Linked DNA regions of Xenopus laevis: region 1 is linked to region 2. The links are chromatin contacts, called in public Hi-C maps. All regions are on one chromosome and are shown on one strand. The core of a region is the stretch at or near the end of the contact, and the rest is flanking DNA. Distances in the headings are between cores, read along the strand shown. Region 1 has its middle 22 kb from the start of itgb7.L. Region 2 overlaps LOC108708649 (retinoic acid receptor gamma-like).

The links. Hi-C and Micro-C count contacts between places; a contact is called where the count stands out from the background.
Region 1: a Hi-C map of animal cap shows a contact between it and region 2, with 7 times the contacts expected there. The contact joins two enhancer-like sites. A contact is called at or near these places in 3 of 4 Hi-C or Micro-C datasets (the XL177 cell line, the XTC cell line and animal cap).

The regions. Positions count from the first base shown.
Region 1 is chr2L:155,508,952-155,511,651 of Xenopus_laevis_v10.1, forward strand. No RefSeq gene overlaps it. Among protein-coding and RNA genes, the nearest start is that of itgb7.L, 22 kb to the right of the region's middle. Within about 2 kb of position 1,325, at least 1 of the 7 cell types and tissues checked has an H3K27ac peak or open chromatin away from gene starts, as enhancers often do.
Region 2 is chr2L:155,421,742-155,424,572 of Xenopus_laevis_v10.1, forward strand. All of the region lies in intron 2 of LOC108708649 (retinoic acid receptor gamma-like), which reads left to right. Among protein-coding and RNA genes, the nearest start is that of LOC108708649, 50 kb to the left of the region's middle. Within about 2 kb of position 1,385, at least 3 of the 7 cell types and tissues checked have an H3K27ac peak or open chromatin away from gene starts, as enhancers often do.

The DNA of each region.
Region 1 (2,700 bases), core at 75-2,574, 87 kb after region 2:
TTCAGCAAGTGAAATGCAGCTAAATTGGGTTCAGATCAGGTGACTGACTTGGCCATTCAAGAATATTCCACTTCTTTGCTTTAATAAACTCCTGGGTTGCTTTGGCTGTATGTTTTGGGTCATTATTTTACTGCATTTAGCTGGATTTGAGCAGACAGTGTCTCTGAACACCTCAGAATTCATTCATCTGCGTCTGTCCTGTGTCACATGATGGATAAACACTAGTGTCCCAGTGCCACTGGCAGCCATGCACACCCAAGCCATCACACTGCCTCCGCCATGTTTTACAGATGATGTGCTATGCTTTGGATCATGAGCTGTTCCACACATTCTCCATACTTTTTTCTTGCCATCATTCTGGTAAGGGTTGATCTTAGTTTCATCTGTCCAAAGAATCTTTTTCCAGAACGGTGCTGGCTTTTTTATATGTTTTTTTCTTTCTTAGCAAAGTCCAGTCTAGCCTTTCTATTCTTGATGCTTAGGAGTGGCTTGCACCTTGCAGTGCACCCTCTGTATTTACTTTCATGCAGTCTTCTCTTTATGTTAGACTTGGATATCGATACACCTACCTCCTGGAGAGTGTTGTTCACTTGTTTGGCTGTTGTGAAGGGGTTTCTCTTCACCATCGAAATGATTCTGCGATCATCCACCACTGTTGTCTTCAGTGGACATCCAGGTCTTTTTGCGTCGCTGAGTTCACCAGTGCTTTCTGTGGTGTTTATACAAATGGCCTGTAGATGTCACTGTGCTCAGACTTATACTGTGCATACTTCCTGACAGCTTAAAAGTGAAAGTTACTGTTGTATAATGGCTGCAGGAGTCTCTGCTAATAAAGCACTGTTATACTCTACTCATCCTCGACTACCCAAAACATAACACTTTATTTCTTTCTCCGGATGTACCAAACTGTAGATTTTGCCACTCCTGATATTGTAACAATTTCTCAGATGGGTTTTTCTGTTTTTGCAGCTTAAGGATGGCTTGTTTCACCAGCATGGAGAGCTCTTTTGACAGCATGTTGTCTGTTCACAGCAAAATCTTCCACATACAAGCGCCCCCCCTTCAAATCAACTCCAGGGCTTTTATGTGCTTCATAAATCATGTTTGTTGAGCTAGGAGCAGTTGGTTTATAAAGGGGTGGAGAAGTTAATGGTGGTTGGCAGAATAAAGTTAATGACAAGAGTTTTAGGATCCTAAATGTTGAGCCAAATTGGGTAGATCCCATCTCTACATTCAGGCCCATCAGGAAAGTACTTTATCACAAGGCTGATGTGGTCCCCACCTGAGTATATATTTGTCAGGGAGGGAGAATTGATTTGAAGGGGCCAAATCAGCAGTTAATTCTCACAGTTTAAGGCCAGTTTTAGGAAGCAGGCTCCCCCTGTCCCCTCATTCCTGATTTATTGATGGGAGTTTAGGATGGGATTGGCTTTTGAGGGATTTCATAGGGAAACAGAAGGAGCTCAGGTCATCCCTGTCAGCATCCCCTGCTCCCTTTGTTTATGGTGTATGACTAGATATTACTTGGAGTGGACAGTGGCCTGGGTGTGAAACCCAGCAGCAAGTATAAGGCAGGGGGAAGTTCAATTGGAACTGGGGCCATGGGAGGCCTGAGAACTCAGTGGGAGGTACGGTAACTAGATAATGCTGGATGGGGTTAATATGCATACCAGAGTCAGGCAGTGGTTGAAGGAGCAAATGGAGTCATTGGCTGTGAATTTATAGTTCTTTGGATGGTTGTTTGTTTGTTATAATAGATGTGTACATGGATATTTATCACCTGTAAGGAATATTCTTTTAATCTATCCTATGCAATATGCACCATAAATCTCCCTGAAACCATTTCAGTGGTGGTACTTTCCTCATAGCCCTGTGAGCAAAACCATCCAAATGTGTAGGAGGCAGCCCTTGCACACAATTATACACACACTGTGAACTCAACCATAGTAGGTAACCACTGCCTTTATATGATGGAAAATGGATGGTACACATGATGTAGTTCGGTGGTTCAGCGAAATTGAAGTATAAATGTCACTGGAATGTTTTTATTTGAGAGTATAAGCCTTTGAAAATACTTCTAACAGTGGTGCTGCTTTTAGAGCAGGGGGCCTCTTGAAGAGAAAAATGTCCTTGAAAAAATTACGAGTAACAAATAACATTGTGTAATATTCTTTTTGTGTAATTACATCCAGGATGTCCAATCTGTGCCTGTCATGGGAATGGTGGGAGTTTTGAGTCATGACCAGCTGGAAACGATGGGGGCCCCTCTGTTCTTACTTTTGCCTGGGGCTTTTCTTCCCTAAGCCCAGCCCTAACTGCCAGTGTAGCCGGGATATAGAAACACACACACAGAAAGCAATGAATAGAGGCTGGGTTCTCACATGGTATCTTGATGTGTGTTAGGAGTATGGTGTAACATACATTAAGCTTTGCTGATGCCATGTGGTATATTAATAGCAGTTCTGGGAACCACACACTGTAGGGCATCTTCTGCAGCCTACACATGCGTAGGTATTTTCGCAAAAACCCTGTAGCAAGGAAGTGGTTAACCAAAGACCTTTCCCGTCATTTCATCTGTGCACATTTCCCGTGAGCATTTAATGCCAGCTCTTTCGTGGGGTGGGGGGAACCTTACCTAATTAGTAACAGACACAGGAAAAGACGTGATTTGTCGCCTTTGCTTAACTCTTTACCTTCAAA
Region 2 (2,831 bases), core at 135-2,634:
TAGGTTTAGCTAAAGGGGCAAATTGAAATTTCCTCTAAACATTACAGAATTAACCAAATATATGTCTTGACTGTATTCTTCCATTCAGTTTTCACTGTCTGCTGACCATGTGCAAACTAACATGGTAGCTCCAATCAGCTGGGATATAACATTTTTGTTATTATTTTTGTAACCTTTTGTGTGTGAAAGTCACGTATAATGTAATTGTAGATACCCATCAATTTCTAGATATAGCCCCCGAAGCACTGAATTGCTGGTGGGCTTTGTAATTGGTTGGTTAGTTGGATTTAATTAGCAAACACTGCACTCCTTTTGTGAACAGAAGTTGCTGTTTGTTTTTCTTAAAGACGCTTGGTGACAGGTAAGGGGGGGAGATGACTTACTGTGTGTGCCGGGTGGGAGAGACCCCAGCCGCTGATTTTATCTGACAGATAATCTTTCCTAATTGTATTAGAAGATGAATCTCTTCTTTTTCCCTGTGGGGATTCTATTCAGTGAGCTGGAGTCGTGCAGCCATAGTGCTAATAATTGTACCACAGACGTGAGCAGCAAATGGCCAAACTGGGGTGCTGCAGAATTCCTTTTCAGTGATGGCATGAACCTGCGGAAAGCCAGGCCGAGGGGTGGAATGATCTCCTGCTTCTCTGTTTCCCTGCCATGTGTTTAAAGCCTGATGTTTATTAAAAGGAACAAGAGAAGTATGCAGCCTCCAAATGAACATAATGAGAGGAAAGGGTTTCGGTTACATGCTCTTACTAGGATTTTAGGAGCCCGCTCTGGAATAGAGAAAGAGAAGCATTAACTTAGTACGTGCTGGAAAAAAACATATACAATAGAGCCCCACAGTATATTTCCCACCAAGTTTGGGTTAAAAGTTATCTGGCTGGAGGTAAGTATATTAGTTAGTGGATATTACACTGATATAATCACACCTGTGCCAAACATTCCTGCCCACTCCTCTGGTCAAGAATTAACTGGGGCAGCTCTGATTAACATATCTGCGGGTTCATTGAAATGTGATGTGCAAATAAACACAATTGAGACATTATGTTCTTACATACAGGCCTCCATCTGGGTAGTTACAATAGTAATTCTGATTTCCTTTTTCTTTGTATGTTCATTATCTTCCATTCTGTGAAACACTTATCTTCCTGTCTTCTTATCTAGATGGGCCTTTAATCCCTCTTTCTGCTATACAGTGTCCCTCATCCTTCTTGCCCTCTCTCACAATTTGACATTTAATCCCAGTAGCTCCCTCTCTTTCCATTAATGCTGTTTACTCTGCAGCTAAAGGCAGTTTGGCTTGGAGATTAGGTTCATCTCTATCCCCTAAAGGCTCATTGTTGTTCTACTCACACCTCCCACTTTTCAATTAGTTAGCAAAATACCCCCGGAGAAGAGTTGCACATCTGCAGTAAAAGGATATCTGGGGCGACACCATATCCAAGATAAGCAGACAGGCAACATTGTTCTTTCTACAGTAAGGCCTGGGCCAGACGATGGCAGATCTTGGACTGTGTTTCTCCGCAGGCTGAGAATCCGCTGGGGTGCTGGCCACTGCTCTTCTGCTCCTGGTCTGCCTGCACCCGGAAGCATTGTTTTCGCTCAGGTGCAGGCAGATGTCGGCTCCAAAATGCAACATTTTGCATTTCCCGCAAAAATCTGTGCACCGTTGAAAAGTCAAGGGGAGCAGCAGGCAGCGGATTCTCTGCCTGAGGAGAATCTGCATTGCTAACATCACCTGGCCCTAGCCTAACAGCTCTACCTGTCTGTTTGTCTGTTACAGTACCTTCAACTTAATGTTTGGACAAATAGGTATTTTGCTCAATTGGTTGTAATATGCAATTTGTTCAGATTACATTTACCTACAGGGAGTCAACTTGTCCCTATACATAGCAACATTTCTGCTTGAAAAATTGACTTTTTTTTATAAAGATATTGAAAACTTTAACCTTTCAGGTTACTATATTGATATTTATGTTGAAGTAAATATGTCATAACTATTATAGACTAGTGCTTTAGTATCTGTCAGTGGAGCATATATTCCAAATATGAGCCATATTTCATATGTGGGTGTTACATTGACTTGAGCCAGAAGAGTTATCAGAATTATACAAATGCCATCAAAGCATATACGTATATATTATTTGGCACAAGGCAAAAGACTGAAGGCTTTGTGCTTTTATATGGTCATGGAACTCCTTGGTGACTTATAATATCCTTATATTTTACAATAGGCATATACTATATAATGAGGGACCAGAGCTTCCTAATAATATAGTGTGACTGTGATCCTGCTTGGGGCCTTTAGCAAGGAGATAAAAAAGAAATAAAATACACTTGAACTTTGTTATAGATGGAGATCTGGTTCTTCAACAAATATGGTTTTTGACCTAGCACTCTTGAAGACTCTTTTGGACACTATGGGGCCTATTTATTATTTTGTGTAAAATGAAATCCGACAAAAAACGGTGTAAAAAAACGTGTAATCAAGGTGTGTTTTGTTAATGCCAGAATTGCCGCCATTATTTTACACTGCTTCAGACCTTTGTAAGTAAGTTCTGGTGGAAGTTGCGCTGTGCCTCTGTGTGAGTAAGTAAATAAACAGGAACAGAGGGTGCAGATGTCAATAGATACAGTGCAAATGCATTAAGCTTTTTTTTTTTGCAACCATATATTCTGTATGAATGTATAAAAACCCAAAATAAGGCATGAGGGCCAGGTTCAAAAATTTCCTTACAAGGTACAGTGTAGGTCTGATATTAGGGTGCAGGATACTAGGTGAAGTCAATCACCTGACCAGCAAAGTGTCAGAGATATATATAACATTT